Regions from separate parts of the Zea mays genome. Here region 2 is linked to region 1. A link is a contact called in public Hi-C data. All regions are on one chromosome and are shown on one strand. The core of a region is the stretch at or near the end of the contact, and the rest is flanking DNA. Distances in the headings are between cores, read along the strand shown.

Region 1 (4,540 bases), core at 747-3,246:
GCTTGACCGTTTTATTTGATTATTCAGGAACGAAACTACCATCGGCAATAACCTAGTAGCTAGCTCTTGCAATCTTGCATCAAGACAAAAGGGTTAAAGGGGAAAAAGGGGGGGAAAACGAAGCTAATGCATTTAGTTGGTAGTTAACAAGATATTAGTAGTACGGTCCTAGCTGAAAAAGAAAAAAAAAACAGCATGCTAAGTGGCCAACAACGGGTTTTAATTGGAGTGGTTGCCGGCCGGCTTGTGACAAGGACCATCCATCTGAATACGCCTTATGTCTTTTGCGGTCAAGTACAGACCATCCGATCATATATATATATATACCGTGCACACTATGTTTTCGTGTGAGAGAGAGAGAGAGAACATCCTCAAAAGATATTTCTCCAGGGAGGAGAACGACGAAGACTGTACTGGTACCGTCGTACCGATGAATATATGCTTGTGTACAACACAGCAGGGATGGCTACGCAGACACACAGGCCACAGCACATATCTGGTCTGGTAGGCATGATGCCACTACGCCGCCAGCGTGGGCACGCAATTGAAGGGGGGCGATCGGCATTGAAAACCATGCATGTCTGTCCGGTGCGGTGACGTTTGAGGAGTGCATTGGCTGGCTGCCCACTTCGACGGCCATCCTTTTTTCCGGACGTGATGGACGGTGGTTGGCGGTGGGAATCGGGAAGCGATTGATTGGCTTCTTTCTTCACGGGTGGAGTGGAGGGGAGAAGTACTACTCGGTCCACCTGAATCTCAACTTGCGTACGAGCCATGCATCAATTCCATCGGAGCCGTGTGTGATCGATGGTCGATGGATGGGTTCCAAAAACTAAAGCCGATATAAATTAAATTCAGGTCTCTAGATCTCATCTTGTCAGGATAAAAGCTAAAAACGGCTATTGTTGCCAAACAGATAATAATAATTGCGTGCTACTGTGCTAGGCTGCTATCTGCTATGCTGTCGTGCTGTGCGTATGCATGTTGGTCACATTACACACATGCATATCCTCTGAATGTAGACACCATTTTGTTCGATGAAACAAACTCCCTTTGTTCGAAAAATGCATGTCGGCAGGCGAAAACATCCTGTTGATAGATTAGCATGTGGATGGTAACGAACGGGCGGCGTGTCTTCTCATACACTTTTTTTTTGTTTTCAGTCAAAAAGGAAATTCGACGGTGTGTGGCACCGGGCCAGCCAGGCTGCCTATCAGTGTGGTAGCAGAGCACAAGGGTGGTAAGCGCCAATTGGGCCGCCTAGCTAGGCCTAACTTGGACGCTTTGCGCGGCGGCGGGGGCTAGCTAGTGCTAGTGGCGACGGAATTCATAATCTACTAGCAGTAGTCTAGTACAGTACAGACATAAGTGTACCTAACATACTAACTTTGTATGCTGTCTGTCGATAATGTTTTCCTGCGAAGATTCGATCGTCAGTCCTTTTGGCTCACACACGGTCCCACACCCTAGTAGCTGTCAGCTTTCGTTCAGTTATAAACTCGCTTTATGCCTGTCGTGGACTCGTGGACTAGGCAACAGGTTCGATCAACCTCCGCTCCGCGCTTCATTTTTTTAAACTAATTTTGCCCACCGAAGTTTCAGTCTTTCAGGTTTGCATGGAGATCATGCATGAATCTAGCGCCGCGCCGCTGATATATAATTTCGATTTGAAAGATGAAACACTGCTAGCGCTATATATCGTTTACGAGCCTGGTCAGTTACGTACGTGCAGAAAAACCATTGCAAGCAAACACATGCATGAATTATCGGCAAAAAAAAAAACATGCAAGTGACTAACGAGCACATGAGGATAGGAGCAGTACCCTTCACTTCTGACGAGCAGGCATCGTGGGCGATGTCCCTGACAGGAGTGGCCACTGCGAAGAGCAGGGAGATGGCAAGCAGCCGAAGCAACGCCATCTTAATAACTCTCTCTATCTGAAAGCAGGCAGCTTCCTCGCCGACTCGTCCGATCCTCCTGCCTGCCTGTGGCCAGTGGCTCTCTCTATGAAGTTAAGCCTGGCCACCTCGCGGCCTTTTATAGAGATTCCGATGGCGCGCCCGCCCGTCCTGCTTTGCTAGCTTGCGAACCCCCGCGGTAGCTTTCAGCCTCGGCGGTTGAAAAACGACCCCTTTTAATCCAGTCCAACCACCTGAGTACTACGTACTACCACTGCTTCCGTAGTCCGTTCTCTAACTGTTTTTTCCTCTCCTCTGCTGCTGAGAGATCATGATCGTATCAGTTCAGGCGCGTCAGAGTTTTTTTTTCCATCTCCTTTTTTTTGTTTTCCATTCTTTGGTCCATTTTATTTTCTTTTCTGATTGGAGGCTTCCGTTCCGACGCCGACGGCTCGTGTACCGGTATCGTTGTTGCCTTTCAGAACTAGGACTGCTGCTGTTGCCCTGTGCCTGTGACGTGTGCAGCAGCGAGATGGTAGCCAAGACCAAGAGAGGTATTTGCTTTTCTGCAGCGCAAAAGCCAATGCAAGGTAGGTGCACAATTATGAAGCTGCCCCGCCTTCTACTCACCATGCTCAATTAATTAAGCTGGCGGTTATGCGCACCTGTCAGTCTAAACAGCAATCACGCGCCAGTGATAAATGTCGTCCAGCATCGCCCCCCGTACTAGCTTTGACGAAAAATGCTAGACCGATCGATCGACCGAGGTGGTTACCGAATGCTAATGCGACGCAACACGGGACAACAACAATGACCACCGTCTGCAGGAGTGCCTCCGACAGATATCCACTTGGTCAGAGAGCTATACTAGTTTCTGTATAGCTACTAGCTAGCCAGTTCAGTCTTTCAGTCAAGTCTCATTCTCGCTTCAGATTTCAGAACGACAGAGAAAGAGAGGTGAACACGAAGCTGCATGCTAGTCCAAGTCTGTGTATCTGCCGGCACGCGGCGTCATATGCTATCGTATAGGAGTAACTAGTAAGAGTAATCAAGTTCCTCTGCAGCAAGGAAGAGAGAATCTAGGTAGCCAGCAGCATCTGCATCTGATTAGCCGGTGACGGAATCTTTTCGTCGGAACGAAGCTTCAGCCGGACGCCTCCTCCTCCGGCTTTGGATCCGATTGGGTGTGCTGTGCAGTGCAGGTGCCGCACCGCCAACCGCAACCGCCACCGCACTGCTGCCGCCCGCTGGAAGTGACAGGAGAATAATCTCATCGTGGTGGAGGCGCCGAGGCCGAGGCCGAGGCGCGCACCAACCGGCCACACCAGCACCAGCAGCACCAGCAACGGAAGCGGCCATCTCACCAACCACATGTGCGCTGTTCCGCCGCGTGATGCGGTGCGGCGGCCGGCCTCACCCATGGCCGATCCGTCAACAGACATGCAGGCAGCTCCGTCGTCGGCCCAATAAATAAAGGAGAAAAAACTCCACCAAATTTGGATTCGCTTCAAACAATTTAACTCTAAATATCTAAACGACTGTCTGATCTGATAGATCCACGGTAGATGACAGATTCACTTGTGAAATTGTCCACTGATAATGTTTCGATCTAAATTTACTCTTCCAATAATTAATTGAAGATATTCTAAATAGATCCAAAGTTGCGCGTGGCCACGGGCACCAAATTCGTCCCTGTCCATCAAAGGCGAGGAGAAAAGGATGCGCGCACAACGTGGCGTCCAGGGCTGTGGCGCTAGTGTATTAATATTTGGTAGCGATGCTGCGTATGGTGCGGGTGCGGCTAGGCTTTATTATGGGTACATGCAACTTGTGCTTAGGCATATGCTTTGATGCATATGCTTAAAGAAAATGATGTCGCGTCAATAAGCATTATGGGTATACAATTCAGGCCCTATAACGCAAATAAGCGCTTGAACAGGCTCCATATTAGCACACTCTTAACATCGTTACAAACTCTCAAGTATTTTATCCGCCGTTTATGTATTTATTATTTCAGAACCAGGTCTCAGTGATACGATCGAGAGAGATAGAGAGAAAACAATGTGTCGCTATGCACAGACACCTACACTGATTATGATTCATACTGACTGGTACAGTATGTTTGCTGAGGTGCGTGTCGTCCTACGGTGTTTCGCCCTTATAAACTCCATCCAAATGATGTTTGAGCAAAAGAAAACCCCGTCTTCTTCGGTTCTTCGAAGAAACCAACCCCACATATTCGCCGCCTTGTTTCTTAAGCATATTTTAGCCCATGCGGGTAATCAAAGTTTGGGCCAACCAAGTCAGCTGAGCTTGTTGAGCCCATTTCGCCGCTGTTTGGGCTTTTACCCAAGACAAAAAAAAATGGCTCTCTGGGCCAAGTAGCTAGTAGACCTGAACCATTAGGTTCCATTAAAGCAGAAATAAGCCAACCATTTAACTCGCACAGAGCCTTGGCCCGTCCGCATCAATTGCTCGATAGTCCATGGTGGTAATATCATTCTATACCCATATTTATCAATAAAAAATATATGCGTCGTGTTACTCATATTCGCGAGTATCTGTTTGCGGTATAAAATCTTACATGTATTTATACCCACGCGGGGTAACGCATTCGAGTATATTTTACCCGCCCATACTT
Region 2 (4,549 bases), core at 1,024-3,523, 200 kb before region 1:
TCTTTTGACAGGATAAAGTCCATTGAGTTTGATCTGCAGAAGACAAAGAAGGTACCTGCCAAACAATGCTTATGGACCTCATGCTGCTTAGAATTGCTTTGGCTTTTGCCTTTATAGTTCAAGCGCCATGGTACCTTTAATATCACTTCTTTTTACTAAACAAAATATTTATTTCACTCTCAGGCAATGTAAGTTCAACTTATATATGGAGTTGGTTTAACTAATATTTTAAAAATGACAAGTTTGTGATGTTAAAATTACACATTGAAGGCCAAAACATTGCCGCTCATTGTTCAAAAACAACTATTAGAGACCATCTGATGTAAGTTTTTTGTTTTGTTGGGTAATCCCTTAACTGTTCCCTGGTGGATATATCTTTTGGACAACTTTGTGGGAACCCACAGGTCTTTATTTGATTGATACCTCTTAAAACACATCTTCTGATGATCTGAGTCTTCATTGCGCATATTTCATAAAGTCCTGCTATTGTCCAGACTGCCAAAGTGTGTAATGTGTTATGTGGTAGGTTTTTGATATGGCACAATGTGCATACGGAGTAGTCATTATTCATCCATACTGTTCATTATCTGTTCTTGATTTAATTAATAAAGCCATTTTCTGGTTATCTGATCTGTTTGATATTTGTTCTTGATTTAACTGGTTAACTTATTTTCATTATTTGATAATACTAGTTATTATTCATTACATCTGATAAACTTTTTTTGTTCTCATTTTTTAAATGATCATATTTCTTGTTTTTTTTTCAAATGATATGCTACATAATTACATGACCTTTTTTTGTTCTGTTCTTTCAGGTATTGCATGCAACAGTTATCAAACAAATGCAGATGGCAGAAACCTTGGAAGCTGTAACGGAGCCGGATCTTAGGGTAAGTATGACATCATGCAATTGTTAGTACACTATCCATCGAGTGCCCTGATGTCCGAAAGTGACACATTCAAGCTATTTCTACCTCAGATATACTGATATTATAGAATATATGAATTTGAAATCATCATGTATCTCGTAATAGCCACACTTGTGCATGCTAACCTTTTTTTTTCATATTTTTGGTGCAGCGGAGGAAATTTTGTACATAATACACTTACCTGCAGTGTACAGAAACAAGAAAAGATGGCGATTTACTAATGTCTGCTGCCTGGCAGAGAATTGAACTACATTGCTTTGTACATGGCCGCCCTTTGCTGATTATCTTTCTCAGCTTACTATAGAGATGAGTGCATTGGCATGTTAGCCTCAATCAGGGGGCCTCAATAACAACAGATAGTTGACCTGTGATAAACTGACGAGATAACAGCGTCCTGGAAAATCACCGGACACTGCCCAATCTATTGAGCTAAAGAGTTCTGTATTATGCATCTTTTGTGTTTCAGAACAGTTAGTTTCACCCATAATTCGATCCATTTTTTGGTTGGTACATGTGAACATCTGATTGAACTTGGTTTTCTTAGAATTTTTGCAAATGGCCGAAATCTAGTCGTGAGCACGTTGTTTCAACATATCCAGTATTCACGTCTAACGTCTCAAGTGCTTGGAACGTTTGCATGTAGACTCTGTAGCACGATGATTGATGATGAATGATGTTCGTTACGTCTTGACTCATGAGCTGTCAACTAGACCACAGCCATTTGCCAGAGGGTAGCCGTCGTTTTCTGTTAGAAGAAGACATAACCTACGCGCGAGGACGATGATGTGTGCCATGGGAGTACGGGAGCAGCGCGCATGCGCCGCGTGGAAAGAGTCGCCGAAGGTCCAACTGCAAAGATTTCGAACGTGTCAATAACGTGAGAATCTGGGCACGAAGGCACGCATACACATTTGAAATTCACGGATAGACCAATTTTCCTTGCCCGCTGATCCAGGGTACTAGCAACAGCAGGTCCGTTTTCAGCTGCGGAAGGAATTAATCCACTATTTTGCAATTATCTTACTGTCTTCTGAGTCCTGCCCTCTTTTATTTACCGGAGATGATGAGTTATATTAATATATTATTTAAGATTACTTCACGCATATACAGCTAATCACCATCTTTGATCGTCCGTGACCGTCATCCTCATCACTGTCTCTCTCTCCAGCCCAGCTACAGCTAGCGTCCACTGCCAATTGCCAACGTCGCCACCGTCAGCCGTCATATAGCGGGAACAGATGAAAGAAAGAATCACCAAACAAACCGCGTCCGCGTCGAGTCTCTACTCTCTCGGCTGTCCGGTCCGGCGCGGCTCTCGCGTCTCCAACCTACCCATGCTGCAGCTCCTCCAACTCCAAGGCTCACACCACCCCGCGACGGGCGACGCTAATTAAGTAGAGCTGCAACACCTGGGTTGGAGGCTAGAGCTTGCAAACACCACCAGCGAAAACGTCGTGGCCAGCCATCCCGGTGTCGTCCCGCGTTCTACAGCCACCGCTGTCGTCGCCGTCCTAGACTCCTAGATCCGTCAGCTTAACGAGCTCCATTCCTTCGAGGCCAGCCATCCCGGTGTCTCAGCAGCGGCGGCGGCGGCGTCGAGCTCTTGCTTTCTGTGGGAGGACGCATGGCGATGTCTGCGGGGCGTGGGCTCTTGGTCCTCTTCTTCTCTGCCGCCGTAGTGGCTGAGCTCGCCTCTGCCGCGAACGGTCCTTTCCTGTCCGGTACGACTTCTTTGCTCCGGTGTTTCTTGCTGTCTGTTTCGCTTTCGGGTTTCGTAGCTGATGGGCTGGTTCTGTTTGCTCTTCGTGAGCAGATAGCGTCTTCCAGTCGAGCGCCGGATCTACAGGGAGGAGCTTGCTGCAGGCCAAGAATAGTACGTTTCATCCCTTCCTTTCTCCTTTAACCACTTCAACCCGTGTTTGATTCGTGGATTGGGCGATTTTGATCTGAGATTGGGAGTTATGCGCTAGTGCACCCCTCCATTGATGGCATAGCAGTTTGGGTACAAACTGGATTACACAGCCTCTTGGCAGCGGGATGGTGAATCGGAATTGGGGAAGGAATATAGCTCTAGACCGAGGGAGAAGGGTTAGAGGGACAGGAACCGGAGTAGGAAGATGAACAGGACATGTCTCTGTATTCAGTTCATTGAGTTCTCCTTTCTGATGCAGCTGCTCTTCTTGTGGTGTTGCCCTTCAGTTGCTTCTTGCTTGGGCGGTTGGGCCACTAGGCAACATGGCTCATGGTGTAACTCCAGCTCATACCTAGGATGATTCCTCACGTTTTCCCCTCCATAAAAATTCGACTTGCCCTCAAGTTGATGCAAAGACGCTAAACCACCGGTATCCCATGGCACTTGTGATTCTTCAGTGCTATGCCTTGACCTTGCTCCATTTGTCTTTATCACCAGTTGTTCCACATTCAACTCCCTGCAGCTCTGGCAACTCCTTTGTTGTACATCGACAGGCTTTTATCTTCATGGTTGCCCAGACTATTCTGATGTAGTTGCCTCTCTGAGATGGACTAAAAGCGGATGCTTAGCCAATTTGCGCATGCTGCTGCCAATGTTCAGAGCTTGACAATAATGGATTAGTGTGATTAGATTTAGGTGCACAAGTCTGAAACTTTGTAAAGGTACTTGTTGGGAGATAACAACTCAAGAATCACTTCATTCTCATGCCACTGCCAACAGAAATCACCCTCAATCTTATAGTGCTTTCAAACACATGCCAGAACAAACCACCATGCATCTGCATATCTCCTGGATCCCATTGCTCTCATACATTCCTTGTATAATATGTAAGCATGGCACGAATCCCACTGTCAACAAGAAGAAGCTTATGAATAATTCCGCGTGCTGTTTTTACCATTGGAAGCACCTAAAAGCCTGTTCCTACTGAATGCAAACACTATTGTCTGCATGTGCTGCAAACCTATCAATATATGCTGAAGGAAGATTGCACGCATTACTCTTCTTGCGCCTCTTGTATTTGTTCAATTGGACTGTAGCTCTGACTTGTGTTATGAATCCCTGCTTCAAAAAAAATTTATTTCCATCGTTGAGTTTGTGAAGGGCGGGCCTGATGCAGCGGTAGAGCCTACCGTCTGTAACCGGAAGGTCTCGGGTTCGAGCCCCAGCCTCTGCATATTATGCGGGTAAGGCTTGGCGCTTAAAGATACCCTTCCCCAGACCCCGCACAGTGCGGGAAGCCTACAACACTGGGTATGCCCGCCCATCGTTGAGTTTGTGATCCAAATTCTGCATATGAAGGCCGTGTTGGTTGTTGAGTGTTTACACAACCCCGCGGTATATATTAGTGACCCTAATTATGGTTTGCTATGCGTCATCTTTATTTACTCCTCTTGTAAGCCGCCGTCTACGGACAACGTTCTGTAAACACTCCACATATAGTGAAGGTTTCGCCTGGCTGGTGCCCGTGGTTTTTCCCTTCGCATTGAAGGGTTTCCACGTAAATCTATGTGTCGTGCTCTGTGATTTGTTGGTTGATCTACTTTGTTTTTCCCGCCATTTCTGCTAACATCCATCATGCAACCATAGCGCTGTAGAGCGTCGACCCCTTGGGGTTATCAACTCGACCTGCTGATCAAGAGCATCAAAC

Evidence for each region. A called contact is a pair of places that touch in the nucleus more often than the background predicts.
Region 2: a Hi-C map of leaf shows a contact between it and region 1, with 9 times the contacts expected there. The contact joins the promoter of LOC100217283 here to the promoter of LOC101027224 in region 1. A contact is called at or near these places in 8 of 25 Hi-C or Micro-C datasets (ear, endosperm, leaf and 2 more).

What each region holds. Positions count from the first base shown.
Region 1 is chr5:211,755,767-211,760,306 of Zm-B73-REFERENCE-NAM-5.0, reverse strand. LOC101027224 (aspartic proteinase nepenthesin-1) reads right to left here and starts at 1,996. Exons shown (of 3, transcript NM_001279913.1): 1 at 1,824-1,996. The coding sequence starts at 1,920.
Region 2 is chr5:211,960,271-211,964,819 of Zm-B73-REFERENCE-NAM-5.0, reverse strand. It overlaps LOC100217283 (GPI-anchored protein), which reads left to right and starts at 2,273. Exons shown (of 3, transcript NM_001143634.1): 1 at 2,273-2,650; 2 at 2,743-2,802. The coding sequence starts at 2,554. LOC100381849 reads left to right here. Exons shown (of 15, transcript NM_001361546.1): 13 at 1-51; 14 at 816-890; 15 at 1,081-1,439. The coding sequence ends at 1,101.